Linked DNA regions of Mus musculus: all the other regions are linked to region 4. Evidence: chromatin contacts called from public HiChIP or PLAC-seq data. All regions are on one chromosome and are shown on one strand. The core of a region is the stretch at or near the end of the contact, and the rest is flanking DNA. Distances in the headings are between cores, read along the strand shown.

What was found. HiChIP or PLAC-seq counts read pairs in DNA pulled down with a chosen protein or histone mark.
Region 1: a contact with region 4 is called in an HNF4G HiChIP or PLAC-seq map of pancreatic cancer cells. The contact joins two enhancer-like sites. A contact is called at or near these places in 1 of 484 Hi-C or Micro-C datasets (bone marrow-derived macrophages) and 2 of 115 datasets of contacts at active chromatin or transcription factors (forebrain and pancreatic cancer cells).
Region 2: a FOXA1 HiChIP or PLAC-seq map of pancreatic cancer cells shows a contact between it and region 4. The contact joins two enhancer-like sites. A contact is called at or near these places in 1 of 484 Hi-C or Micro-C datasets (bone marrow-derived macrophages) and 2 of 115 datasets of contacts at active chromatin or transcription factors (large pre-B cells and pancreatic cancer cells).
Region 3: a FOXA1 HiChIP or PLAC-seq map of pancreatic cancer cells shows a contact between it and region 4. The contact joins two enhancer-like sites. A contact is called at or near these places in 1 of 484 Hi-C or Micro-C datasets (bone marrow-derived macrophages) and 3 of 115 datasets of contacts at active chromatin or transcription factors (embryonic stem cells, large pre-B cells and pancreatic cancer cells).

What each region holds. Positions count from the first base shown.
Region 1 is chr12:79,948,327-79,955,667 of GRCm38.p6, forward strand. 4933435C09Rik (a long non-coding RNA gene) reads left to right here. Exons shown (of 3, transcript XR_381736.3): 3 at 666-1,165. Among named protein-coding and RNA genes, the nearest start is that of 4933435C09Rik, 15 kb to the left of the region's middle. Within about 2 kb of position 2,600, at least 71 of the 459 cell types and tissues checked have an H3K27ac peak or open chromatin away from gene starts, as enhancers often do. A contact at or near this core is called in pancreatic cancer cells, where this site is marked.
Region 2 is chr12:79,901,647-79,908,713 of GRCm38.p6, forward strand. Gm46361 (a long non-coding RNA gene) reads left to right here. Exons shown (of 2, transcript XR_001780641.1): 2 at 2,179-2,936. Among named protein-coding and RNA genes, the nearest start is that of Gm51985, 5.3 kb to the right of the region's middle. Within about 2 kb of position 3,370, at least 114 of the 459 cell types and tissues checked have an H3K27ac peak or open chromatin away from gene starts, as enhancers often do. A contact at or near this core is called in pancreatic cancer cells, where this site is marked.
Region 3 is chr12:80,021,782-80,029,102 of GRCm38.p6, forward strand. Gm36660 (a long non-coding RNA gene) reads right to left here. Exons shown (of 4, transcript XR_872852.1): 4 at 1-173. Gm36834 (a long non-coding RNA gene) reads left to right here. Exons shown (of 5, transcript XR_381742.3): 2 at 4,050-4,149; 3 at 5,423-6,075. Among named protein-coding and RNA genes, the nearest start is that of Gm36834, 5.9 kb to the left of the region's middle. Within about 2 kb of position 4,745, at least 4 of the 459 cell types and tissues checked have an H3K27ac peak or open chromatin away from gene starts, as enhancers often do. A contact at or near this core is called in pancreatic cancer cells, where this site is marked.
Region 4 is chr12:79,382,353-79,390,008 of GRCm38.p6, forward strand. The region is part of intron 7 of Rad51b (RAD51 paralog B); the gene reads left to right. Among named protein-coding and RNA genes, the nearest start is that of Rad51b, 89 kb to the left of the region's middle. Within about 2 kb of position 1,404, at least 74 of the 459 cell types and tissues checked have an H3K27ac peak or open chromatin away from gene starts, as enhancers often do. A contact at or near this core is called in pancreatic cancer cells, where this site is marked.

The sequences.
Region 1 (7,341 bases), core at 1,350-3,849, 570 kb after region 4:
GGACTGGAGTCAGAACAGAGAGACCTTGGACATGCAGCTGGGGCTCAGTCTCTTTCCCAGTTACCTCTGAGAACGTGTCATTCTGTTCTCGGAACCTCTAGGGCGATTGCTTACATCTGACTTTCAGCATCGGAGGCTACTGTCTTACAGGCTCTGTGGTGGATAACCTCTTTCCTGTTCTCTAGGCCTTCCTCTGCCCCTCCAAGTCTTGCTGCTCCCTCTACATTCCGTCCCCTCTAGCTGGGTCTCCTGCAGACAAAGTTTCTCCTATTGGCACAATCTTCAATGGAGAGAATCTCTGGAGCTTACAGAACTGTGTAACTCCTGGAGAGACTGTGGGGCAGGGCGGGGAGTGAGACAGAGACGGAGGCCACATCAGTCCATGGCTTTAGCAAAAGGGAAGGGGATACAGCCTGACTGTGACAGTCGGCACTGTAGTCTCACATACAAATTTGAAAAAAAGCTAAATTTTGTCACTGGAGGGAGGGGTCCACGTGTCCTCATGCCTTGGTGATGCACAGTGCAGCTCACTCTCAGCCTCCCGCCATCAGATTTGACATAGGACATCCCAGGGCCCCCTGGACCCCACCTCTGTTTCTTAGTCTCCCTGATTCCAGTCTAGCTCTACTCTTATCCCAAATCCAATGCACTATGTTCTTTTTGAGGAGGAAGAAGTTGGTATATTCACATCCACAAAAGCCAGAAGGATCTGTATGAGGCTCAGACCCTGTCACGAATGCCAAAGAACAGGCCAAATAAATAAAAAGATCATGGCAGTCGAGGCCGCAGGAACTGCTGTGAGTGGCTGACCTACACGTTTTGAAAAAAAGTCTTCATGATGCTCTGTGCAACTTGGAACAGAAAGCAGCCGAAGCTGTCAGGGAGCCGGTGTTCTCCGTCAAGGGTGAGCTGGAGCAGGCTGACCCGGGAACGGGCAGTCACAGCTGAGTGCATCGGCTTGCGTGGGAAGGCCAGCTGGCTCAATGGGGCCCAGGAGACAGTCTGACGAGGGAAGAATTCCTGTGTTTGGAATTGGGCTTGAAAAGTCCCCTGTTTGTAGCACTCGACTCACAGAAGAGCAGAAAGAATTTCCAGCTGTCATCAGGGCACAGAAAGTCTTCCTGACTCTGTCTGGGGCGCTCTCTCTCTCTCTCTCTCTCTCTCTCTCTCTCTCTCTCTGTGTGTGTGTGTGTGTGTGTGTGTGTGTGTGTGTGTGTGTGTGTGTGTGTTTGAGACTCTCCTATCCCTCCTCCTGGCCTGGTTAACATATCAAGTTCCTGGAGGGGTCAGCTCCAGGGCCACATGACTCCTTGCTGTCAAGAAAAGCAAGCAGGCCAGGCCTGGCAGCACAGGTCTCTAGACCTGCTCAAGAGACTGAGGCAGGACAATCTCAAGTTCAAAGCTAGCCTGGACAATTTAGCAGAAGTGAAAAGGGGGTGGGGGAAAGTACACATATATTCACATGCGTATGCTTCAATAGTATGATAGTACTATATAATATACATAGTGCATGTGATATAATATGTATTATAGAGTCCTGTGGTAGAGCACTTACTTGCCTAGGGGATATGTGACCCTTTGATTGCAGTTGTGGAGAGAGAGGGAGAAAAGCACCGATGTCATGTGGCTCCTCTTATAAGAGGTATGTATCTTAATTAAATTCATAAATAGGAAGTATAATTGTGGCTGCTACGTGTTGGGAGAAAATCATCGGTTTGTGGGAACAGAGTTTCATGTTTTTCAAGATGAAAAAGTTTTGGAGACAGATGGTGGTGTTGGTTACAAATAGGTGTGAATGTACTTAAGGCCACAGAATTGCATGTTTTAAATTGGCTGGAATACAGGCCAAGGAGATGGCTCATTTGGTAAAGCACTGCTAATGTAAGCGTGAAGACCTGAGATCAGACCCCCAAAACTCAAGTTAAAAAAGTCAGGCTCAGTGGCTTGTGCTTGTAATATCAGCTCCTAGAAGAGAGAAGCAGGGAAATCCCTAGGGCTCCCTAGCCTAGGCTACCGATGAGTTCCACACCAGTAAGACTTCTCAAGCAGGGCGATGGCTCCTGAGAAACAGCACCCAAGGTTGTTCCCTGTCCACATACATGCATTCATCATACATACATGGATACATCATACACATACACGCAATACATACGTCATACACATACATACATAATACATACATGTATCATTCATATACCATATATACATATGTGCACACACACAGCCCCAAATCATCTATTTTAAGTTATTTATATTTTACCAAAATTGGGCTGGGGTGAGGGGAAGCTGAGATAGAAAGAAGAAGAAAAGGAAGAGGTAAAAAAAAAAAAAGAAGGGAGGAAAGAAGGAAGGGAAGGAGGAAAGAAGGAAGGGCAGGAGGACCAGGGAACTCAGTTCTGATCACAGCACAGCTGGCAAAAGGCAGTCATGTGACTCAGACCCTGACTCCAAAGAGAGGAATGTCCACACATCCCTGCTGGAGAAAATGGATTCGCAGACAGCATGATAAAAGTGGGGAGCACATGAGGCCAAGCCACGTAACCCCTGGATCCTCCCCATGACTAATAACTGAGGTAATTGTGTACAACACAGACTAATCGAAGCCTTTCATTGGAAGTTACTCATTAAAAGCCTATGGCCCTTCGTAATGTCCTTGTAGGCTGTGGGTAAGAGGCCATCTCTCCATAACCTGTTCAAACACACAACTTAGTTGTTCTAAGCGAGACTCTATTTTGGGGACCTGAGCCTTAGAGACTGTCATTGTACGGCCAGATCAAGATCAATCGAGTCTGGAAATGCTTTCTGGAAGTTGCAAAGCACTTTTCCATCATCCTTTATCCTTTTAACCGAGCCTGGTTATGGAGCAAGTTAGCAATAGACAGTAAAGAAATAATACCATAGGAAAATAACCATGGCTGCTAAAACACAAAGCTCAAGTCTCCGCCACGGGTCGTGGAGGAAGCCTGCAGGAACCATGCTGAGAACCAGACAGATGTCCTTGAGTGTGGACTCTTGAGAAAAGAGATTCAACTTGGCAGGAAGGTCAACCTGAATCAGGCCAGATGTGGGTGGGACACAAAGTCACTTCTATCAGATCCTTATATTTTTAAGTTGAGTTGTAACTCACGTGATTAAAATTTACTATTTTAAAGCATATGGTCCAGTAGGTTTTAGTAATGTAGGGGAGAAGGAAAACATATTCCCTTCGCCCTTTGCCCTCTCAAGGGTCACTGGAGTGAACTGTCAGCACAGATTAGCGGGAGAAAACGGCACACACATATTTAGCTCGGATGGTGGAAAATCCCACGAGTGTGGTTACCAGCAACGCAGACAGGCAGAGCTGCCTACACATCCTTATTCATAGGACACAGGGAGGTGGGGACTACAGACAGTGCAGTAAATTATTGCAGCAAATGAACATTTGGGGAAGGGTCTGGATGAGACGCAGAGGCAGGCAGATCTGTGAGTTCAAGGCTAGTGTGGGCTCCATAGTGAGTCCCATGCCAGTTAGGACTACAAAGTGAACCCTGTCTCAAAACAAAATGAACATTTTGGGAATGTATGGGTCTAGAGCACAGACAGAGCTTAGGACAAAGCTGACCTGCCTGTGGTAGGGTAATGATCTCTAGGGGATTGTAGGAAGAAGAAGCAGGAACTACCTGCTGCTAATAGGCATAGGTACTGGGAATGTTCTAGGCACTGGTGATTGCTGTACAACATGGTGAATAAGTGAAAACAGAGAGTTTCATAGTTTAAAATTATGTCTTACGCTGGGCATGGAGGCACACAGAAGGCAGAGGTGGGTGAGTTAGAGGCCAACCTGGTCTACAGAGTGAGATTCAGAACAGCCAGAGCTACTAGTGAGACCCTGTCTCATACACAGACACAGACACAGACACACACACACACACACACACACACACACACACACAAATTATATCTTATTAATTCCATCAGTTCAAAACAAAAATTCTAAAGTATCCTTGCATTTTCTTCACTTATCTTGAAAATATCTGGATATTTTTCCTAAACATATTCCTGGTTTTACTTCTAATTTAATTTACTTTTAATTATCTGGTGATTAAATTTCAATTTCAATTTCAATTTCATTCAATTTAAAAATATCAATTTAAAATTAAAAGAATAAATGTAAGTAGTCTTTTTTTTCTTTGCAGGGCTGGGAACTTAACCTAGGTCCTCACACATGCTAGGCAAGGGCTCTGTCTTAGTCAGGGTTTCTATTCCTGCACAAACACCATGACCAAGAAGCAAGTTGGGGAGGAAAGGGTTTATTCAGCTTATACTTCCATACTGCTGTTCATCACCAAGGAAGTCAGGACTGGAACTCAAGCAGGTCAGGAAGCAGGAGCTGATGCAGAGGCCATGGAGGGATGTTCTTTACTGGCTTGCCTCACCTGGCTTGCTCAGCCTGCTTTCTTAGTCTTTCCAAGACTACCAGCCCAGAGATGGTTCCACCCACAAGGGGCCTTTCCCCCTTGATTTTCCCCTTAATTGAGAAAATGCCTTACAGTTGGATCTCATGGAGGCATTTCCTCAACTGAAGCTCCTTTCTCTGTGATAACTCCAGCTGTGTCAAGTTGACACAAAACTAGCCAGTACAGGCTCCATCATTGAGCTACATTCCCTGATCAAATGTAGTCTTTTTTAAAAAACATTTTTATGGCCCAAACTATAATCTACCTTGGTAACTGTCCTATGTAAACTCAAAAGGAAATGGGTGCCCTGTTGCTGTGTAAGGTCTATAAGTCTCAACTCAATGAAGTGAGCATGCTGTCACATCTATATTCTTATTTTTTCTATATGTTCTATCGATTCCTGAGAATTACTTTTCCTAGCTGTAATTGTGTGTCTAGTTCATCTTTGTGTCTCATCCGTTTTTCTTTCCTGTGCTATAAGCAAACACTGAGTATTGCTATGTCTTCTTACATTTTTCTGTCTTCGTAAGGCTGTCCCTTTTTATTTGGGGGGATATTCTCTGCTCTGTAGTGTTCTTTTGCAGTAATTAATCCATTCCAGATCTCTAATAAATGGTGTATGGTTCAGTATCTTATTCTTTTACTTGAAAAGTATTTGCATTCCTAAAGCTGTTTCTTTTAAAAGCATATAGAAATAGAATGTCTTTACTGTTTGTTTTCCTCTTGTCCTGTCTGCTTCTGCTTCTCCTCCTCCTCCCCCTCCTCCTCCTCCTCCTCCTCCTCCTCCTCCTCCTCCATGTGGCCTGAACACTCCTTTCTATATTTCATTTTATCTACACTGTTGACTTTCATGTTCATGTTTGTGTGGTTCTTGTGTGAACAACTTCTGGCACTTTTTGCTCTTTTGTGTAGATCTAAGCTTTCTGCCTAAATCACTTCCTTTTATGTGTCTTACAATGCAGATCTGCTTGTAGTGAAACTCTATAGTTTTGCTTTGCAAAGTCTTTATTACACCTTTGCCTTTTGTAAAGAGCATTTTATTCCTGGATATAGGAAGCTAGGGGCTGAGTTCTCATTTCTTTATGTGCACTTGACATATTATTCCATTGTCTTCTGGTTTGCATAACTTTGGCCAAAGTGTTCAATATTTCTTTCACTTTCTAAAGTATAAATTAATAGTTTTTTTTGTTTACATTTAAAATTTTTTTCTCTATTGTCAATTTTTAGTGAATTGATTTGATTTGACTTCTTTGTCGTCATTGTTTTGTTTTTCTAGACAGGGTTTCTCTGTGTGGTTCTGGCTATCCTGGAACTCCCTCTGTAGACCAAGCTGGTCTTAAAACTCAGAGATCTGCTTGCCTCTGCCTCTCAACTGCAGGGATTACAGGTGTGAATCATCACACCCAGTCTTATGCAACACTGGGAAGTGAACGCACGGCTTTCTGCATACTAAGCAAGCACTCTGTCAACCAAGCTATGCCCCAGCCCAGTAATATGATTAAAATATACCTTAACGTGGTTTTGTCTCTTACAAAGATAATGCTGCAATTCTTGGCTCAGTGGCATTTATAGTTCTTATCATCACATTTGAAAAAAACAATGGTCATCATTTTGTTCCTCCTCTCCACTTACACTTAGACCCTGTCCATGTCTTCCTCTTATTTTATTACCTTATATCTTTCCTCTCTGCCTCTAGCTGGATAGTCTCTATTGCTGTATGTTTTTAATTTCACTTCTTTTTTTCTCCTGAAGTTTCCGGTTTGCTTTAAACCCCATAACTAGACGTTACATTTGGTTCTTATTTGGTATCTCCGATTCTTTTTTCATTCTATACATGTTTTCCTTCCAACTCTTGAGTACATTTTATGTTTACAGTTCTGTTTATTTTTAATGCGCCTGTCTCTTTATCTAATCAACTCTGTCATCTTCGAGTATATTTCTATTAGCTGGTGTTTCTCTTGGTGTGGGTCACATTCTCCTTTCCTTTGGTGAGTCTAGTTGTTTTCATTGAATGGGGGGATATCTTAAAGGTTCCATTGGTGACCGTGTGTGTTTAGGCATATTCTTTAAAGAATATAGAGGTTTTTATCTGATAGATCACTACTTACCTCTGAATGTGATTTCCCCCCCCCTTTGGGGGATTTGTTTTAAGCTTTATTAGACTGAGGATTCTTAAAATTCCCCCAGCCATGTGTAGTTTGTAGTTTACTATTTGCAAGCTAGATGGTCTCTGTATGAGTCGTTGTCCTGTATGAACTCTGACTTACTCAGTTGATAGTGTTTGGTCACCCTCTGCCCACCCATCCTAACAGAGCTACACTCTAGGCGTGCACATCTCACTGGGAAACAAGTTTTCAAGGAGGCACTTATGCAGATTCTCCCACACAGTGCCTTCTTCCTATTCTGCACTTGTATTTTACCCTGACAATTTCTATCTAAAGCCCCTTTGACCTTTTGTGTTTGAGACAGGGCCTTGCTATGTACCCCAAACTGGCTGTGAATTTGTAATCCCTCTGCTTTCCCTCTCAAAGTGCTGGGAGGGTAGGCATGTGACACCACACCCAGTAATGCCTGGCTTTTAATTCACCGAGAGCCTGGGATCCTCTAGACCTTTGACGTCCTATTCCAAAATGGGTGATCCCAGAGTCCCCCTCACTCATTTCCTTCATCTTGGGATTGCAGTTCTACGATGCTTGCTGTACATTTTCTGAAGTTTCAATTGCCCTAGTCAGGGTTGCTATTGATGAGATGAAATACTATAATCACAAACAACTTGGGGGGGAAAGGGCTTATTTCACTCAGAGTTCCAGAGAACAGTTCATCTTCAAAAGCAGAGAGGGCAGAACTCGAACAGGGCAGGAACCTAGAGGCAGGAGCTGATGCAGAGGCCATGGAGAGATGCTGC
Region 2 (7,067 bases), core at 2,120-4,619, 520 kb after region 4:
GGCAGATTTACCTCCAAGTCACTCCACTGACCATCCCTAGATGCTCTAGGTTTTCACAAAAAGAGCAGTTAGTTTCCCTTCAGATGAGCCGGGCTTGCTGCAGGCCAAGGTTGAAGTACTTTGTGCCCTGTTCCTTTGGAGTTATTGGGGAAGTAAGGGGGAAATCTTTCCTTTTTCAATTCAAGATTTTTGTTTGCTTCATTTTCTCAACTCCAACTGACCGACTTAAAGCTTAATTTCATTTTCTGCACGTAGTAGACTGCTTGGGATGTCTTCCACTGATGAGTCTGAGGACTCTGAAGTGAACTTTGGAAATATATTCCAACATACATATAAATATGCATGTATGCATACATATACTCACACACATGAACATGCACACACATGCATGCCTGTACACACTCACCCACATGCACATGAATATACATATACACATGCTCAATTACACACACACATGAACACACAAACACACACAGTCATAAACATACTTATGCACACATGCTCCAATACACACAGGCATTCTCTCTCTCTCTCTCTCTCTCTCTCTCTCTCTGTCTCCTGCTTCCACAATTCACTTGTCTGGGTCTCCATCGCTCTCTCCATTTTGTGAGGCCTCTTGACTTCCTCTCTAGTTGACTCTGCCTGATTTTTTCTCCATCCTGCTTGCTGGGATCGCCTAGAGAAAACAAAAGGGATACTACTTCCCAGCAGGAAACAGAGCAGCTTCCTGGCTGCTTGAAATAGACCCCGAAGGCCTCTGCTTGGAACCTTTTTTGTAGAATAGTCTTGCCAGAGCCTTTGACCACCTCGGAGTTCCATACGGCTGGCAGAAATACTGCCCAGCTTCCTACACCCGTCTCCGCTACTCTTCACATCCCTTTGTCCCAGCATCCCTGCTGTAGAGCACCAGTGTTGGTGCCCTAAATCTCAGTGGAATCTTTACAGTGCTCACTCCTACAGGCTCTAAGGCACCAGAGTGTAGCTGGTGTTCAAATGATCAAGTCCGGCTTGTCATCAGCATATCAAAATCACTTGAGGAGATGCCCCAAAAATGCAGACAACCAGTCCCACTGCAGAAGGCCTTAGGGAAGCCTCCAGCAGAGAGAGAGGATCTGTATTCATAAGGCAGCTGAAAGGATTCTGGTGTGGGTTGTCTATAGGGGATACAACAGGAATTAGGCAGGCCATGCTTACACGTGTCTCAACTCTGCAAAGCCTGCCAACGGCACTTAGAGGAAATACGTAAGAGGAAGCAAAAGCTAGAAGTGTTCAGGTACAGGCTGGGCTACAAATATAAGCCAGCCAGACCAGGGATGGGGAGTGAGCAGGAGGGAGGTCTCATGACGGAGACTCTCAGTGTGGCTATTTGTCAAACCACAGCACAGGGTTCCAGGTGGGCACACTACCTGATGCCTAAATACTCTGTCGGTGCTTGGAGAGCCTTCTTGTGGGTATGAGACAGCCATAGAGAGCAACCCAGCCAGCAACGAATGTCTTCGTTCTGAGGCAGGAACTCCGGCTTTCTCTTAGAGGCAGCACATGCTGAATTCAAACACCGCACTTGGTATATCGCAGTATTAGGTTCAGGTCCCAACTTTATGGGTCTCTCTGAGTAAGTGGGAGTAAGCTATATATTTACCCCGTGCCTCAGATTCCTCACCCGGTAAAGGAGGACAACAATACCTACAACAGAGGGTTCTTATGAAGATTGCAAAATCAGAAGTACATGCAAAGCATTTCCCCTGGCCTAGGGAGCAAGGCCCCATTAGCTGTGGTCTTCATTATCATGGAAGCTCCTCCCATCCTCCCCCCACAGACACTCTCTGAAGCTGGCTTTGTACAATTTAAGCACATGAAGAATCGACTTTTAAACTATAAATATCTTCATCCCCAGTTCCCAGAAAGCTTTTGGTTCTCTGTCTCTCTCTATTTCTGTCTGCCTGTTTTCTCGGTCTATCTCTTTCTGTCTGTCTGACTGTCTATCTCTGTGTCTTTCTATGTCTCTCACTCTCTCTGATGTCTCTCTCTGTGTCTCTGCTTCCCCCTGTCTCTCTGTCTCCTTTTTTTCCACAAGCCCTTGCAGTCTGCAATTTAGGATAGGCATGGCTTCCAAAGTCACCATCCTGATCATCCTGAGCATCAAAGTGACCCCTCCTGTGGACATTTGCCTCACTCCAGGGATATATAAAGAGGTGCTCAGCAGATGAGGACCAGACCTTTGCAACCGAAAATTCAACTTTAAAGTTCCAAAGATCTGTCCCAGGAAGGCTGGAGGGCTGTGTGATCTACAAGGTGAGACAGGGAATTTCAAGGTTGGAATCAAAGGCTCCTGAGCAGATGGAAAAAAAAAAGAAACATAGGTATGCAGCCACCCAGACAACAGCCAGTTAACCCTTCCTTTCCCAAGCCCACTGTTGGACTTTATGAGAGTCTCAGTCTCTGAATAGGTATGCCTCAGTTTCTCCTGCAAGCATGCTGTGACACATGGCAAACTTAACTTCTTTTACATGCTATATAATATCAAGAGCAATAAGATAGTATTATTTTATTGGTTCTATATTCTGTTTAATTTTTTGCGGGGGGAACACAAGACCTTGCTATGTACCCCAGGTCGGATTGAAAGTCATAATTCTCCTGCCTCAGTCACCCAAGTGTTGCAATTATAGGCGTGAGTCATCCATCATTTCTAATTCTGATTTTCTTCTCTGACTATCAGTGGTGAAGAGCTGAGTAAGTAAGAGTTGCTGTTACTCAGCTGGTGAAGTAGCTGGGTGGATTAGGGGTTTGCACAAAGCCTGACCACCCCAACTTTGACTCACTGGGACCCAGTGGTGGAAGGAGTGAACTGACTTCTGCAAGCTGTCTCCTGACCACCGCCTATATGTGTGCCCACACGTGCACAGATGAAGAAATAAAAATGTAATCAAAATCAAAAAGAGTCATTGCTGCTCTATAATGAAAAGATCTTCACTCATTAAAGGAACCCACAACGGATCATCTCATGCCTTCTTTAATAGTGCAACTTTGAAAGACATCCAGTTAGTGGCCCAGTGGTTATTTATTTATTTATTTATTTATTTATTTTCTACCTCTTCTGGAGTAGGTGACAGACACCACAGGGGAATGTTCAAGTGAAAAGCCCAGCATCCCTGGAAGACAAGAACAGAAGCCTTTGGACATCTGCACGGGACTCCATCACCAACACATCCAAACACTTTCTCGATCTGGAGGAAGAGCCTATCCCATGTTCCACAGAAGGCCCTGGCTCCTGCCAGTTCCTCCCTGGTTCACTGCTGGGAACCACAAGAGTGGCCTCTCTCATCCCTGCTGCCTCACTGGCCAGTGGAAGGGCAGAGTTGGCAGAAGAGCCTTTGTGAGCCTTGTTGACTCTGCTGGGTTCAGAGAGGCCTTCACAGTTGACTCAGCTAAGGAGAGTTGTTTACTTCCTGCAGCCTTGAGGTCTGCCAAGCACAGGGCCCAGCTGGGCAGTTCAGTGCCCGGGTCTCTCACTCCCACACCAGTACCTGTAGAGATCAGTGAACAGCCCCTGCTAGGCCGGCCAGACTGAGTCTGCACAAGCTGCCTTGGCCCTCAGCACAGACTCCTTCCTCCCTGCTAGTTCAGCTAGCCAGGCCTGCCTTAGTGACACTCCTGGGCTGGGTTTCTTTCTTTCTTCCTGAAGTCCAGAGCCCAGTTATTTACCCAAAGAAAACAGGGAAGTGACAAGGTAACAGAGTACACATGTTGTGAAAATATGCAGGCTGAGGCTGAAGAAAAGAAAACATTCTTCCATAAGGAACTGCCTTGTTAATTCATATTCTTCCCCCTCCAGATTAGAACCAGCCATTGCTTGTGCTCCTTCAAGTACTTTCTGTGGTTCCATGACAGCTGCCTACATGGGGCAAGATTTGGCTTGAAAAATGGGCCATCGGTCATGCTTTGGGTGGGGTGGAGGTTGTGGGGGGGGGTCAGACACTAAAATTCCCAGATAACTCAAATTCACTGCTCGCTCACTCTCTCGGCGGGATACAGGGGGGAGAGAGGTGGCATGGAGAATGGATTGTACAAACGTCAAGACATAACCTGATTTTCCACAAGAAGCCACAGCTCAGTAATGAACAGTCTTTGGAATGAGCTTTTCAACTCCTCTTGAAGTTGGTTTCCGATCCCTGGCAAACCCGGTCTCTGCAGCCTTGAGTAACGGCCACAGGCTGATTCTCGGCAATTAAAAATAATATTGGCCCTGATAGAGAACTCTTGGGCACCCCCCTCCCTTACACACCCTTTTCATTACGTGCCAAAGATTACTTTCCCAAACCTGTTTCAGAACAGCTGGCCGAGTTGGAGGAGCAGGCTCAGCCCTCGTGGCCTGGAGAGAGGCTGCAGTTATTAATAGCATTTGCTCTGCCTGGTGTTTGGGGCAGGAAGAGGGTGACCTGTGTCTGTTTGGAAAGTTGGGTCCTAATCAGTTTGGGGCCTGTTCTCTCTTCCCTGCATTCTTTAAACCTCAAGCTCTATGGATAGTGGCTGAGAGAGCCCACAGAGAGGCTGGGTAGGGCCAAATAGCCTCCCTATAAACCTTCAGGCTTCTCATTTCTTCCTTCGTGGTTGTTCTCTGCCTCTCAGTGGGTATTGGCCAGAGGACTGGCCAGGATCCTTTCAAGGGAGGTCTCTCACAGAGGCCTGGGCTGCCCCTGTTAGCACTTTCTGGTAACAGAGCCTGCTGAGCCTGGTGTTGCAGCTCAGGCCTGCAAGGCCGAGTGGGATCTGCTCCCTTTCCTAAAGGCTTGAGGGTGGTGTGGGTTGGGGAAGTATTTTCAGCCCTTACTGCCACAGAGTCTGTCAGCTTCCCACGGTCAGCACCCAGCAGCCTTAACCTCAGAATGGGTGGAAATCCCACTGTCTCCCCACACGGCCGACCACAACCACCACAAAGCACCTTCTCAAGATACCAGGATAGGGCTGGATTTCAGGCCTGGAATGCTCTTGATTGTCAGGTTGGGTTGCAGCTGAAGTGGAAAACCTTGAGAACAAGGCAGATTATGGGTCTGAGAACAAGGTCTCTCTCCTAGGTGGACATTTCTCAAGGAGAACACGATGGTGGGCAAGAAGCCATATCCAATCAGAAACCATGCACTCCTGGAGGAGGGTACCTCAGAATGAAAGTTTGAAACCTGGGCCACCCACCTTTGCTAGTATGCTTACATGGCCCCCGGTTCCAACAGGGGAGCACAGCCTCTCCCACACTGGGCCAGACTCCAGTCTCTGGCCATAGGTGAAAGACTATTTCCGGTGATTGTTTTGAGATATTTTATATCCAGTGTGTGAAAACATAATAGTGACCGGAAAAATACACACACGCACGCACACACCCTACAAAGGTGGTCCCATCCTTCACTAGAAAGGTCAGAGGACCCTTTTCTCATTTAAGTCCTTGATGTAGATCCAAGGGAAGCAGTTTCTTTGAAGTCAGCAAAGACCACAGCTGGCCCAGCTGCGAGGGTGTGGCTGGGGAGTCAGACAGGATGCGCTGCCTTATCAGGGGCCACTCTAGTTCCCGCCTATAAGGACCATGTTTCCTCCAGCAAAAGGTGACTTCAGAGCCATTTGTTCGGGAGTCCAAGGAAGACTCATTATAACCCAGGGAGCAGAGTGGCCTTATTCTGTCAAAGGCAAGCATTTCTGCTGGGGAGCTCCTACACAGTCCTTGAGTGTAAAACTCCAGGCATGCCATAACCTTGAACTAGCCCTTGACTTTCTCATATGTTGAATTTGGCCATCTTTGAAATCCCTGTAATATAACAAATGACGGTAAGCAGAAAGCCCTGGGTATGGTGGTGAAGACTCAGAGGGCAATGCCAAACAACTTTAAAAATCAGTCACGGGACTCCTGTGACTGACTGCTGGGCAAGGGTGGGACTCAGATCTCCCCCCTTCAGTCTTTAACCACCGAGTAGTAGGATCTGAGAGCCCGTGGTTGCCTGGGTCATAAAATTCAGCTTCCAGGGGCTGGATTCTTCTAGGACAGAGTGCTCACTACTCTCGAAACACATCTGAACTGCTGTTGGAAAATCTGTACCTTTGGCAATTTCTTTCTCACACTAAAGTAGGATCTGCCACTCAGGCTGATCTGACTCAGCCCTGAAGCTATTGTCAAGAGCAGCGGTGTGGCAATGTTCCAATGCCAGGGAGCACAGGCACAGCAAGAGAGCAGCCGCTCCCTCCTGCTGTTTACATCTCTAGCATGCTCATGGGTGTCCTGAGTCCCTGTTGGCTGGACTGATTCATACTTTTACCCTATGTGTTTTCATGATGGCTTGACATGCCAAGGTCAATGTTATCTTTTAGAATATTACCAAAACCCAGGTGCGGTGTGCATGCTTTTAATCTCAGCATTCAGGAGGCAGAGACAGGAGGATCTCTGTGAGTTAGAGGCCAGCCTGGTCTACTGAACAAATACCAGGGCAGCAAGGGCTTCATAGTGACACCCTGTCTTAAGACAATTTATATATATATATATAAAATAAAAATTGCTGGGCTAGAGAGATGGCTCAGTGGTTAAGAGCACTTACTGTTCTTCCAGAGGTCCTGAGTTCAATTCCCAGCAACCACATGGTGGCTCACAACCATCTGTAATGGGATCCAATGCCATCTTCTGGTGTGTCTGAAGACAGCGACAATTATTCAAATATATAAAAATAAATAAATCTTTTTAAAATTGCTAAAAAAGACACGAGCTATAGAGACTGGGAGATGACTCAGTCCATAAGAAGTCTTTGAAAACCTGAATTTGAATCTCCAATACCAGGATTAAAATCTGGGTGTGGCCACATGCCTCTGACCCCTGTACCTCAGCAAACAGAGACAGAGGCATCATCCTGGCTGCTAGCCTAGCTGTAGGCATAGACACAGGTGTGTGAACACACAAACACACGGGTGCACATACCACTCACACACCAACACATATAAACACATGACAGAAATAAAAATGAAGAAATAAGCCAACTTGGGTAACGATAATGACAGTAATGACAATATGCTTTATCCCCTGTGTCCTCAGTGCAGTG
Region 3 (7,321 bases), core at 3,495-5,994, 640 kb after region 4:
CACTTCTGTGGCCATAGCAGAAAAGAGTCCTTGGGCATCTATAGCTCTGCGCCAGTGGCTATTCAGCTTCTGTTGCTCGTGTGCTGGCCTCCAGGAGCCTCCTGAGATTCCTGTGCTGGTTTATAATGAAGCAGGTGAGGGAGCTGCATCCTCTTGGCCACTCAAGGCAGGATCTGAGTGAAGAGAAACAGAGGTGATTACCCTGAGACCTGGGCAGTAGCTCCAAAGACAGCTGGGTTCAATTATGGTCCCCCTGTCCTCCTTCCATCTCCTATGATAAAGGAGGTTGAAGCTGGTTACGCCTGTGGTTTACATTGTTTGGGTCCTGGTCTGAAATCCATTGAGGAATAAGGTTATAGCCATTTGATGACACAAGAAAGAAACTGGGTGATCCAGGTGGGGCCCCAGACGGAGGTAAAGTTCTTCAAATGGAAGTGGGTTCCTGAGTTCATGAGGAGAGAGGACCAGGGACATATGCTGAGAGGCGTAGGGCTCAGCTGCTGCTAATCCTATGCTGACCCTGCCTGTAGTGTGTACGTGTGCAGGACTAATGTGCTCTCCAGAATCCAGAGCCCAGAGGTCACGAGGAGATCAGGGGCTGGCAGGAACGCATCAGCTACCCTCTCCCTCAGCCCAGACAGAAATAACACTCTGGAGGATCAAGCTTTTACATTCTCACCTCTCCCATCCACCAAACTGGAGTCAGCAGATGGGAAGAGCGGGGCAATCAGATTGGCATTTAGCAGCACAGTCTGTGCCTGGGTCAGCCTTGGGGGGAGGGGGTGGGCTTCAGGACTAGCTGCCAGCCCACTAGGGAACTTTAAGCACTCCCCAATAAAGTTTCTGCAGCTGCAGTGCCCCAGGAGAGCGAGCCTGAGATACCTAAGATTTGAGCTAGCAGGGATGACAGTGGCAAACACCTTGGAAAATCCAGGATGAGCACTCTCCAAACCAGCATCATATGTCTTGGAGAGCCCCGGCCTCTCCTCCCTTCTGGGAGTCCCGGTAGGGGACAGCCTTGCAACTTCAGGACCGCACCCCTGTCTGAAAATCTTATGGAGCCCCTCCCCCACCCGCCCTGTGACAGGGGTCAGCAAGCCACAGATGTTTCTAATGAAGGTCCCAGACCCTGCCAGGAGGTAACAGGCAAACCACACAGCCCTGGATCCCACAAGGGGCCACAGCCCCCGGACCTACGAAAGCACACGCTGCCCAGTGAATGAGACCCACACTCTGGCATTCTCAGTTCTTTTCAGGAAATTGCCAACTTAGCCCTTGGCTTTCTCCTATCCCGCGCCCTCCCCGTTTCCGTAGTAACACCCCCCACCCCACCCCACCCCACCCCCGCGCGCGCCCACCCTCCGGAGCCCCTCCCCTTGCTGCCTGCCCCCTCCTCTCTTCTCCACCCTCGGGTCTCATCAGTCTGGGTGGGAACCAGGATTAGAGTGCCTGGGGACTGGGCCGCTTTTCCCAGGGCCGCTATGCTTTCCTGATGTCTTTGCAGCCGCAGGCTCCTGCCCCAAGCTTTTCAAGTCCCCAGACTTAATGAGCGGTCCTGGGTTTCCTCCTCTTCCCTTTCTCTGCCTCCAATAAAGTGAGAGAATTAACCCAGGTTTTAAGTGCCCGGGTTCCAAGTTGCATATCAAAGGGGGCTTCCCCAAGCTGCTTCTGCATTTCAAAGGGGCTGATTTACGCTTTCACTTAAACCCACACTTTTTGGGGTAAGAGTTTTACTGAGAGGTCAAACTCTGGAAAAACAAATGGATCCCCATTCACCCCTCCTGGGGTGCGCTGGGCCATTGGTGTATAAACTGCCCACAAGAAAGGTGGGAAAAAGGCTGCTCAGAAGCCAGGGCCCAGATCACCCCTGTTCCCGTGGGGTTTGCCTTTAGGAAGTGGGAGGGAGCACCGTCGGATCCTCCCAGCTGCTACAGGCCCTGTGTGATGGAACTAGTCAAATCCTAAACTCTGTGGCTGCTTCCTGCCCCTCCCAAGTCTGTTAACTACCATATACTGGGCCTTTCCTGCTTTATTTCCTTCTAACTGCAAAGCCCCTGACAATATTTAGCTACCATAGACCCGAATCAGTTTCCGAACACCAGCTTTCTCACACCCTCATAAAGCATTTCCACCCCAAATCCACTCACTCCACAACCTCTGCCATCATCCTACCCCACCTCAATTCACTCCTTGCTATGACTTCCTGATCCTTGAGGTCCTTCTCCCAACATCTCACCCCAGAGCCCACCTCCATGAAGTATCTTGAGAGATTCTGATCTCCACCATAAATGTGAAGACGTTCTTACCATGATTTAACACAGACCTGGTCCTTAAGCTTTCTCCATCATTAAGTCCCTGCGGAACGTGCAAGCAGTCAATGAAGCAGTCCTTGAGAGGGGCCAAGGAGATGATACAGCATCCTTGAGGAACATCTTAGGCATAATCGAGGGGTCAGAGCTGGAGAAGCATGGTGTAGTTTCCCCTTAAGGGTTGCATCTGTGTTTCCTTCTCTCACCTCGCCACCCGAATATTCATTTATGTAGTCACACAGAGCCATGTGCTGGCAGAAGACCTTACTAAGCACCTTCTGTATGTCAGGGGATTGAGACCAGAGAGCCGGTAATGAACTACAGTAAAACAAGATGAAAACCCCATCTCCCATGAAAAGGCTGTCAGTGTGTATAACCACAACTAACCTCTCCGTGAGGGTCTGGGGAAAGCTTCGGGCAATTTATTTCTAACTTGGAAACTGGTCAGGAACTTAGCAGATAGATGAGTATATTCTGGGTGCAAGGAATAGTAGGGACAAAGGCTATGATGGTGGTATCCCACCGATCAGTGTGTCCAGTACTCAGTGTGGAGGGAAGTAGCAAGAGAAAAAAGGGCATCAAATCTCATTATGGGTGGTTGTGCTCACATGTGGTTGCTGGGATTTGAACTCAGGACCTTCGGAAGAGCAGTCAGTGCCCTTACCCTCTGAGCCCGGTGGCACACGCCTTTAATCCCAGCACTTGGGAGGCAGAGGCAGGCGGATTTTAGAGTTTGAGGCCAGTCTGGTATACAGAGTGAATTCTAGGGCAGCCAGGACTGCAGAGGAAAACCCTGTCTCAAAAAACCAGAGGGGGAGACGGGTTATAGGTGGGAAACCCACCACCTCTGCCACGTTACCACCCAAACTTGACCCTGCTAAAAACCAAGTTGCATTCCTGAGTTATAATCAAGTTCAGTGCTCTGAGTCTGCCTCCAAGAAACATCACCAAGGCAACCTGAGGTTGACAGTGACACTGACTGTTCAGAATAGATGACCCCCAAGCCCTCAAGAAGACACTCAGAGACAAGCACTAACAACAGTGGAGACAGAACCAGCAATGAGGTCATCAGCACCGCCGGACAGATATCTATCCTTAGCCAGAGAATACTCCGGAACTCTTAGGGAGGTCCTAGGATCTGTTCCCTCTATAGCCGCAATGGCTAGAGCACAGCCACAATACCTTCACCAATGACATGAAGTTCATGCAGAGTGCCCAGCTACTTCGGAGCTATGAAGTGAATATTTGAGTGAGAAATTGTCTAGCAAACACACAGAAAGGGAGAGGGAGCTGAACTGAAGAAGATGGGCGATGATCTCAGAGGAAGATAGCAAGAGCCCAGGAGAGAGGTTTCCTTTGGGGTGGCCACACGTATTCAGCCACTGTCTCTGCTTACCGGCCCCTCCTCCCCAGGGAAGCACTAAGTAGGGCAGACTCTTCTCCCAGAGTCCTTAGCACAGGAGTCACTCATTTCTCTACCCATAAGATGAGCTGAAGAGGGTGTCACTGGGACCAGGAATAAAACTTCCTCTCTCCCTGGAGAGAGATGAGGAATCCAGGGAACATTTGGGGCAGTCACACAGGGTCCAGCTGTATACCCAGGAATACTGGTGCCTCGGCAATGCAGTTTCTCGACGGTCCCTTCTGGGTCTTTGCGCTCCACGTCTCATCACTGGTGTGGGCATGTGCCAGAGTCATCCCCACAGTGTCCTCCTCCACACCTGTCCTCTTTTCTAACAGGTCAAGCTCGAGACACCAGAAGGAGCCCAGGAAGAAAGAAGTGGGAGAGAAAGAGAAGACCGTGTATTCAAGGAGATCCCCTGGAGTCCTCCTCAAGCAGGTTCCCTGGAGACTCTGCAGAGCTCTTGGGCCCCCAGGGAAGCTCCTGGTTACTGATAGCCGCTAGTCAGACAGCCTGTCATCTGCCAGCTATAGGTCCTCAGTCTACTCAGGTCTCATTCCAGGTCACTTGAAAGACAACTTCAATGCAGACATTCAGCTTGGAGAGGGGAGAAAGAAATCCACCCTTCACTTTGTATCATTTCTCTCTACACTCTCTGAGCCTCCACTAAACCTTATTTACACATAGGAACACTGCACATTCCCACTTCCTGAGCTCCATAGCTGAGCCCTCTCACTTGGGCAGGCTTCCTCTGTCCCTCTGTCCCACCAGTCCTTCTGCAAAGCTTTAGCTCCCACTGTCTAGTCTCTGGGACAATGCTTTTCTCTAACGGGCCTCAGGCCCTCAGTCAACTCACTGTCTTCCACCAAAACCCGAATTCAGCGACAGGTGTCCTGATGAATCCGGCTTGGTCCACCAGAAATCAAAGGAAATAACATTAGTCTGATTCAAAATCTGCAGAAGTGAGTCAGCTACCAGGCTGTCACCCATTGATTGCTGTCACCTAGTGTTACACCCACACTGTTCATGGTTTACCAGACAGCAGAACTCACTCAGAACAATGGGAGTCTGAGGATGACTTGTGGACCAGCTGTGGGCCCTTGCCTTGGAAGTGGGGTGTGTATCCAGCATAAGAAGACTGAATCAGAGGGGCATGTGGCTCAAGGTGTCTTCCCAAATCCTCTGGTCACCAGAAAGGCTGCTCTGCATTTCACACCTTAGGAAAATGCCTCTTAGAGACACAATGATTAGCTGAGAATGGGGGGAGGAGGGGACACACACACCTTTAGTCCCAGTATTTGGGAGGCAGAGGAAGGAGTATCTCTGAGTTTGAGGTCAGTTTGTCTACAGAGTGAGTTTCCAAACAGCCGGTTCTACACAGAGAAACTTGTCTCAAAGAGAAGGAGGAGAAGAGGAGAAGGGGGAGAGGAGGAGGAAGAAAAAGATAAGAGAAGGAAGGATAGAAGAGAGGGAAGAAGGGAGGGAGAAGCAGAGGAAGAGAGGAAGGAAGGAAGGAAGGAAGAGAGGGAGGAAGGAAGGAAGGAAGGAAGGAAGGAAGGAAGGAAGAAGGGAGGGAGGGAGGGGGGGGGAGGGAGGGAGGGAGGGAGGGAGGGAGGGAGGAAGGAAGGCAACAAATGGGGAAATTTTTAGCAACGGACCCAAGCAGATGACCTCAGTCAATCCTCTTTCTCTTCTTCACCTGCATGACAAGACCACCAAAGTCTGCTCCGTGACATTTGCCCCAGAAGACCCAATGTTCTTATTAGCCATGAAGCCCCTAACAAGACTGAAACACCTGAGACAATCTGAACCCTGAAAGGCCCAGAGAAGTAGAAGTGGGACAAGATGGGGATCCAGAGGCCACCTATATTCAGTTGCTTTAGAAGAAGAATCTCAAAGCTTATTTTGGGTATTGAATAATCAAGAGGCAGAGGAGGAGGCACAGAGGAAGGAAGCCCAGGAGGGATCACAGATTGGGAAGGAAGACTTACAGAGTCCAGCCAAGAGCAAAGATGGGGGAGTGAAGGGCATGTGCCTTCACGGGGTACCTACCCAAAGCAACCCAGAGACAGGAACCAAACTGAAGACTCAGCTCCCATCCCACCCTTCTCCAGCCTCCTGGAAAACTTACCCTTCCCATGCGTCTTCCTCTCCCATTCTGTCAGAGACCCCCTCACCTTGACCTACTGGTCATCCAGGGTGCTTCAAGTTAATGAAAACAAGAGCCTCAACAATTGGCACCCAAAGAGGGACCAATGATTACTAGTTCCCTTCTTAGCCCTGGAGAACCACAAACAGCAAGGTTGTGTAGGAGCTTGCTGAAGACTCTGGCATACAGAGATGATATTGGGAATGATGTCTCAGGTGGGTCTTCCCCTAAGAAGTTATCCAGTGGTCCTAAAATGTATTTATATTGTGGGGTGTGTGTGTGTGTGTGTGTGTGTGTGTATTAAGTCATTTGTTGAGACAGTCTTTACACATACTAAAATTTACCCACTTTTAACCTCTGATTCTGGGGCTGGAGAGATGAGATGGCTTAGTGGTTAAGACCACACACTGTTCTTGCAGAGGACCTGAATCAGCTCCCAGCTGATCCATGTTAGGGAGTTCACCACCACCTCCAACTTCAGATCAATGCCTCCGTCTGGCCTCTGCAGGCACCCAAATGCACATGCACACATAATAAAAATAAAATAAATCTTAAATATATACATACATACATACATACATACATACATACATAAACAAACTCTAGCTCTGAGGGCCTTAACTAAGGATGCATGCAGTCATGAGAGCACTCCAATGGAGCTGCAAAGGTATCCCTCCACCCCAAGTTCTTCAGTGCTTCTTCTCAGTCAACCTCTCCCCCAGCACAGATCCCCAATTCCTCAGGAATTCCTGTACCACTAGAGTTTTGCCTTCTCCTGAATGCCACTTCAATGGCATTGTGCTCTGTGTGTGTTCACCTGGCTGGGTTGGCTTTGCCTAATGCACCAAGCTGTTTGTTTTGTTCTCCATGGTAAGCATGCATTTCACTCAAGAGCACTGTGCCACCACGAGGAGGGCTTGGCAGTTTGTTCCTTCAGTCACCCAAGTTCCTTTGAGTTACATCCTGTGTTGGACCATTACGATGAAAGCCATTATAAACATTTGTTTACAAGTCTTTCCGGGGACCTGAGTTTTTTTGTTCCCCTTGGTAAATGCCAAAATAGTATTTCTGGGGTATAACTATGCACTTGTTTTTATATTAAACGGTCAACACTTTTTTCAAAGTGAGGATACTATTTTGAACTCCCATAAGCAATGTGCAAGAATTCTGGTTGGTTTCCCCAGCTGCTGAGGTAGCATGGTTTCTCTCCTTTTTTCTTCTTTAACATTATTTATGGGGTGGGGGATGGGAGTCATGTGTGCCTCAGCACATGTGTAAAGATCAGAGGACAACTTGCAGTGGATTCTCTCCCTCCACCATCGCGTTCCAGGGATCAAAATCCGCTCATGAGCCTTGGAGACAAGGGCCTGTCTCTATGTGCGTGCATGCGTGCTGTTTTGTGTGCGTTGTTTTGTATGCATGTGTGCTGTTTTGTTTTTAACATTTTTTTCTTTTAGCCAC
Region 4 (7,656 bases), core at 154-2,653:
GCAATATCCTTTACTTCCTGTGTGCCTTTTGCTGAATGCTCTGATTGAGCAGCTAGGAACCTTGACTTGACTGTAAAACCTTCTCCCCAGGATGCTGCTGAACGAAGGATAACTCCCAGAGCCATGCATGGGGATTAGCTGACTTTAGTATGGTATGCGGCTACATTTCATCAGTTTCCTGATGAATTGCTGCATGAAGAGATTAATTAAAGAAAACCCTTCCCCTTTGGCTAACCATCAGAATTGGCAGTTAGCCTTGAGATGTCAAAGCAAAAGTGTACAGGTTGCCTGGAGCAGGACAGATAGGAACACTGACCCCTATCCTACTTCATTATGGGCTGGCCAGGTTCTTTTACTGAGATAAGCAGAATTTATTAGATAAACAAGAAATTTACTTCTATTTTTTAAAGTTTCCATGAATTTGATACACATACACAAACACACACACACACACACACACACACACACACACACACGAGAGAGAGAGAGAGAGAGAGAGGGTGAGAGAGAGAGAGAGAGAAGACAAATAACTGAAATTTAGTTTCATCATCTTCTCATTCACTGAGAAAAGTTAAAATAATAATAATATAAGTTTACAACCTGAAATAGCCTGTAAATAATGTGGCTAATTGTGTTCCATAGCATTCTTAGTACTTTTAGTACATTCTGGAAGAATGAGTCCAGAGAGCATGCCAGTGGGAAAGACAGCTGGGCTCTTTTAGTGACGTTAAGTTCTGTGCTTAGCTAAGACACAGCTCTGTTTGCATTGTTAGTTTTAACCTTCTCTCAGTTTTCCTCCTCCTCCTCATTGTCTCCTTTGTACCCTAAAGACTCAGGGAGAATATTTGCTTAAAGTCAGAGGACAGAGGCACATTCATCTTCTTGTTCTAAAATGGAAAATAAGGTATTTTTTTCATCAGTATGTTCTGATCATGGTTTCTTTTTCTCCATCTTATCCCTGTCTCCATGGCTCCAATAATAAAGACTCTCTCAAAACCCCTAGAATTAAAGAAAAAAGAAGAAGAAGAAGCTCAAGAAAAACTCTCTCTCTCTTCCACACACACACACACACACACACCATAAAAACACAATCAGAAACCATAATATACCAACAAAAGACCAGATGATAAACAGTTGCCCAAACAAAGCAATATGAGACACAAAAGTGTACAAATATTCAGCTAAGTATGGTTTGAGTTGACCTACTGCTGAGCATGAAGCCTACCCTGAAGTGTGGTTTATATACATAGTGAGGCTCCACTGGAGAAAACCGATTTTTGAAAAATATTCTCTTTCTCAGGGCCAGGACCCATCTGACTAGAACCCATGCAAGCCCTGTGCATGCTGCCACAGTCTCTGGGAGCTCACTCGTGAGTCAGTCCCCTGGTATCTGGAAGTGTTTTCTTGATGTCAGTCATGCCCCACCCCTCTGGCTCTTTCAGTCTCTCTGCCTCCCCTTCTGCACAGTTCTCTGAGCCTTGAGAGGACGGCTTCCATGAAGACATCTTTTTAGGACCCAGTACTCCAAAGTCTCTCCCTCTGCCAATTCTTGTCAGGTTGTAGGTAGGTCTCTCTGCTTCATTCCCATCTGTTACAAGAGGGAGCTTCTCTGCTGATGCCTGAGACACTGATTCAACATTTGTCTTTTTCCATTAGAGCCATCGCATAGTCTGTTTAGGCTTGGTTTTAGGATTACTTATAATTTGAGTCTGTGATTCAGGTTATTATTTGAACATTTTTGGTTTCCTTGTGGCTAAATTACTGATGTTTATACAAAACTAAAACCCAACAAAACAAAACAAAAACCAGTCTCTCCCTGTTATTTGTGCATATGTGTGTTTAAGGAAAAAAAAAATCCTTACTCTATTGCAGAAATACTTGAATTAGAGAAATTCAAGGGCTAGAAAAGATTCCACCTTTTGACTATTGCCTTTGGTCCTTTGCTAGTGATTTTGGGGGAGTGGGGTGAGGGATCATGCCCTTGGGAAAGCAAGACATACAGGATATGTAAATACACATTTACTGTCTAGATCACCCCAGTACCTCCTGTCTGCAGCCCAGCCTTCCATAGAGCATCCTGGTGATAGCCACCCTATGATGGCTCTGGGTTGTCTTCTCGTGAGTCCTGTGTGCTCTGCACAGGCACCACTCCTGCTCTATAGAAAGGAGGTAAAGAAATGAGGGGGAGCAGCAGGCTTGGGGGGTGTCAGGAGGAGCCTGGTGCGGCTCTTTGAAGAGTCTGCTTAGCCTTCTCTAGCTGCCCCCCTCCCCAGCCCCATTCCTTTTCCCGACACTTCACTATTTGGATAAGGAATTTAAAATAAAAATTAGCTCATTTGCTTACATATTTCAGACCAGTTCTTTAATAATCTCCCATGTCCTGAAGAATCTTACAGTTTTTACTTGATTTCCATCTTTCTTGATCACTCTGCTGTATTTTATACAAAGTTAACATTCCGTTCTCCACGAAAGGGGAAGGATTTACTGAATGCGATGCTTGCCACACGAACCTTTCTCTAATCAGGCTTACTTGAAAGTGTGTATTTCACTGAGTGGCATTTGCAAATTGTTTTCCTCCCTACCCCACCAGAGCTGACAATATAAAAATGCTTCCATATGCCGAAAGCTGGCCGATTTATCTTGCTAGCAGGGTGTGTGTTCAGGGTGGGGTGCAGAGGGGGCAGTGTACTTTACTCCCTGGTTATGATATAAACATGAAACTGCGAAGTGCGGAGGTTTTGCAAGGAAAGCCCTGAGTTCACTGGGAACAGCTCTAGAGCCCCGAGGCTTCACTGCTGTTAGAGATAAGTGTTAAGAGTTGTTTTTACCCCACAAGAGTAAAATTTAAAAGTGCAATTATGATTTGCATATAGCTTGAAAATATTTAATTGAGTACAGTTAGAACAGAGCATTCAATTCTAATTTTGAACAGGCCTGAACATTTTAAGTAAATAAATAATTTTGCTTGACTACCTCAAGGCATTTCAGAGCTGCCACTGGAGGCTCCGTGATCTTCCCAGAGTTAACTGTTCCCCTCTCCACCTGCTCTGCCTGGTGTCACCAGCAGAGTCTAAACGCCACGCCCTTCTTTACACTGATTCTATTTACCTTGTCCCCTCACCATTTCTCCACAAGCCTGATTTATAGTTTCCTCCAGAGCGGTGGTTCTCAACCTGTGGGCATACTTGTCATTGGTAAATGTGACGGTCACATAATTTCTGCAAGTAAACAAATGGGCTGAGCTAGGTGCCTCTATGGTGTGTGTGTGTGTGTGTGTGTGTGTGTGTGTGTGTGTGTGTGTGTAGATTTATGTGCATGTGTGCATGTGAAAGCCAGAGGTCAACCTTGGGTATTGTTCTCCATCATTGTCTACCTTGTTCTCTGAGACCGAGTCTCTCACTGAGACCTAGAGCTTGCCTAGGTTAACCCAGATGGCCAGCAAGCCCCAGGTCTACCTGACCCTGCATTCCTAGTACTGAGAGTCCAAGCTTGAACCACACCATGCTTTCTTCCCCAAGTAGGGTTCGCTCCAGCCAGAGCTAGGTGTTTATTAAAAAGATTTCATTTGTTCTTGGAAGTCATAGCAACCCCTTATGAGTAAGTTAATAATAACTTGCCCATCTCTCTGAATTTATTTCATAAATCCAGAACACATTATGGATTATTCATAAACATTGTTGGTTTATTTACTGGAATTCTTTCAAAGTCACTCTTTACCTGAGGCATTAGTAAATTATCCTCCTCTTCCTCCTTGTTTGTTTGTTTGCTAGGCTGGTTTTTTTTTTTTTTTTTTACATCTTATTTTTGATTGATGTTTAAGTTAGCATGCAAAGCAGTGGGTATCATTACGGCCTTTTCAGACATGTGTGTTCTCATACATTTTTCTTGTTCGCCCCCTCCCAACACTCCTCGCTTTTACATTCAAACCCTTTCCAAATCTGGTACCAAGCTTTCTTCTTCCTTTTTCTTCTCTTTGAATGTGGTCTTCACATTTTGTCCTTGTTGGCCTAGATCTCACTAGCTCAAGAGATCGTCTTGCCTAAGCTTCCTGAGCAGCTGGAACTGCAGATGTGTATCCTGGCTCTTCTATAAGGTCTTATTTTAGCTTATAGGTTGATTAAGGTAGAATCAACCTATAATTAATTTCAATTTCTTTCTATAGAAAAAAATTGAAAAAGTATAAGTATAGTACAATCAAGTCTTATAAGCCATTCACACATTTTTATCTATTGTTCACAGTTTGTTGCTGTTTCTCTTAGTTTTTGAAATGCACACATATACATACATGCACATATGTTAGCAATGTACCTTTTTTTCTGAACCACTTGGTATATTGCAGAGGTTATGACTCTTTGCTATAAATACTTTAATGTGTATCTCTTAAGAATAAGTATAGTTTTTTTATACTATTGTGGTATAGTGATCAAATTCAATATATTATTATTCAATATAAAGTTTATGTTCAACTGTAACCTCCTGACCCAATATGAACATATGTATTAACATTTCACCAACCTCAATATTGAGAGAAAAATATCACTGTCATATCTCTTTAGCTTCCTTTAATAGGGCAGATTCTTAGCCTCTCCTTGCCTTTTCCCCATTTACACTTACTAAACTATGAGCTCCCATTTTTGAATAATGCGTCATTGAGATTTACATAATGGTTTTCACTGGATCTTTCTTTCTGGATTTGAATTTGGTTGTGTGCACCTGCATGTTACATGACATTTTTGATTATATTGTGCCTTTCTTTCAGATCATACAATCTTTGTGGTCAGATGATTCATCCAGTTAACCTTCATTCTCCCTATTTCCAAGCACTCGTGCTACATGACTTATCATAAAAATTAAATGTACTCGCGTCGCGTGCCCTTGTTCTGTAGATTGTGGTGCAGCTTTAACACACACACAGCAGGTCAGATGAGCTCTCAGAAATTAAGGCTGTCCAAGGCTGTCCAGGAGCAATGGAAGCATGAGGTCTTAGTGTTTTGAGTATTGAAGGGAGTTGGATAGTACAAAGCATAATGCCCAGGACGTGCAGGGAACACTGGGAATTCTGAGCTCACTGACGTGTGCTGTTCATTTTTATCCTTTCTTTGAAGAAACTGTTTGCGATAGGATTTGACTAACTTCCCATAGGCAGGTTCCAAGAGTGTTGCCAGGTGATACAGCATCTTAGTGAGCAGTGACATTAGGGAAGACCTTTGACTTTTACAATACGATTTTCAAGAGTGAAAATATCTTACATTGTGGGGAAAAGCTGTTTTGTTTTGTTTTTTAAAACTAGCCATTTGTTATCAAATAAACATACAAAAGTGACTCACTCAAAGTTTTGAATAAGATTTCAAGACATTTTCCATATTGAAGTCAGAATCTGAGAGGATACTTGTGGGAGGCCCTGATTTCCCTGAAGCTGTTCCCTTGCTTGGAAGGCTAGCACAAGCTTACATTTATTACTTAAGACCATTTAGGATTTTAAGTCTTCAGTATTTAGGAACCCTTAAAGCACTCTTTTGCCTGTTTCGGTGAGGAACATTCGCTACCCGGGTTCTTTGCTCCATTGCCTTTTGCAGCCATCATCTGGGAAGTCTTCTTATCTCACGTGAACGTCTCTCTCTGAAGTTCTGTTCTGATGCTCTGTCCTTCTCTACTTACTGGGGAACTCCTCATCACTCAGCACATGTGTCAGGCCAGAGTCAGAGGAGTAGCGGCTGACATTCTCCATATTGTGGTTTGTCTGTGTGCATATGCCTGTGGATAACTTGGCAATAGCTTCCCAGTGAACTAACAGCCAGTGCAGTTCAGCCAAAGGTTAGAGCAATAAAGTAATTGAAGTGGGCGTCTGTCTATCTATCTATCTATCTATCTATCTATCTATCTATCTATCTATCTATCTATCTATCTATCTATTTGAATAATCCCAAGTGACACTACTGTTTGCTGTTTATCATTGAACTATGGAGTCTAGTTATTTATTTGAATAATACCAATTGATATTGCCATTGGCTGTTTTTCACTGAAGTGCTTAGGTGGTAGGTAGTGTTTCATGGATATAGCAGATATTAAAAACAAGGCAAGCAAAGAAAGAAGCACTAACAAGTGGGGGAATTCAGATGCCTACTCTCTTGGCATAGTCTGAGGACCTTCCAGTAACTCAGACACTCAGAGCACAGAATCTGATGTGGAAAAAAAACATATCCCGTTTTTTTCTCAGAGTCAAATTTAAGAGAAAACGACTTTTTCACAGATGTGACTTGAGCACATTTTATATGCTTGTGATTTTTTCTTAAGTAGGCTTCTTTGGGGCGTATTTCAACTGCAGTAGAAGAGGGGTGTGATTCACCAAATTGTGTGAATTAAAGGCATGATCAAGGAACAGGCCATTGGAAATGATGGCCCCACAGTTTTAAACGCTCTTTGATCTTTTGTTTTGACACGTTGAATTTATCTTTAATTATATGTGATGACATTTGATTACTGTACACTTAGACTATTATAATGTGGCTTGTAAAATGTAGTTTATAGTATGTAATAACTTCAGCGCTCCTCTTTCTATACTTATGAATTTGCAGAGTGATGTTTTGTGTGAGTGAAAACCATTACTCTTTGGAATTAGCAGAATTTCAAAACGTAAAATCCTCAACACCCGGGCAAAATCTGATCCCTATATACTGAGGATTGTGTCTGGGCTCTCTGGCACACAGGCTCTCCTTATAGTGGCAACAGAATGATGTGTGGTGGTTTCCTGATGTGTTCAATAATTGCCTGCTTTCCTTCAGGAAAATCACTTAAGTTCCTCAAACCTTTGAAAACCGAAAGGCTTAGTGTAGATGATAGTCAAAGTCTTGGTTAGGAAATTCTGTGATTCTCCTCCAATTTGTTTGTAGACATACTGTCTCCACATATGATAGGCATTTCAGACACATTTTTCTAGAAGGATATTTTTAAAATACTGCAGAAGTTAATGCTTTTTCTCTCTCTGTGTTTGGTAGAGAAATAAGATGCTGGAACAGGGCAAAGAGCCTTTTTTGCTTCCTCTGGAGGGAGGGGCTCTACATAGGCTTCATTGGAGCGAAGGTTCGCTTGGAGTTTCCCATGTTATGCTAGTACCATTGCCTGGAGGACTTGCTGTTTCTCTTTGAAATCTGCTTTGCTTGCATTTACTTGCTCAGCTTTGAATTTATCCCAGTTTTGGCAGTTGCATGGCCTACCTATGATGCGTCTTTTTAAGAGTTTAGGTTTGATCCTAATTAACTAGGGGGAATTACAAAGTTATCCTTCCTTTGCAAATAGCAATTCTCTGAGTCATTTGACTTTTAACGTTATTTAATAAATTTTGTTTATTTTATTTTCTTCTTCTTTTTATTTATTTCTTTGACCTTTCTACGTAGCCATCGGAGAACTCATTTATAGATCAGCCTGGCCTCGAACGCACAGAGATCTGCCTGCCTCTGAAAGTGCTGGTATTAAAGGCATGCATGCCACTAACACATGGCTTTCTCATGTTTCTTGTAGGGAAGTCAATCAAAAGAAAGAAAATTAACAACTAAGAAAATTCTGCAAGGCCAGGAACGTAGTTACTGAATCCTGTCAGCAGGCATGTCCATGTGCCTTTACACCAAATTTTGCTTTTTTTCTCCAAATAACCAATTC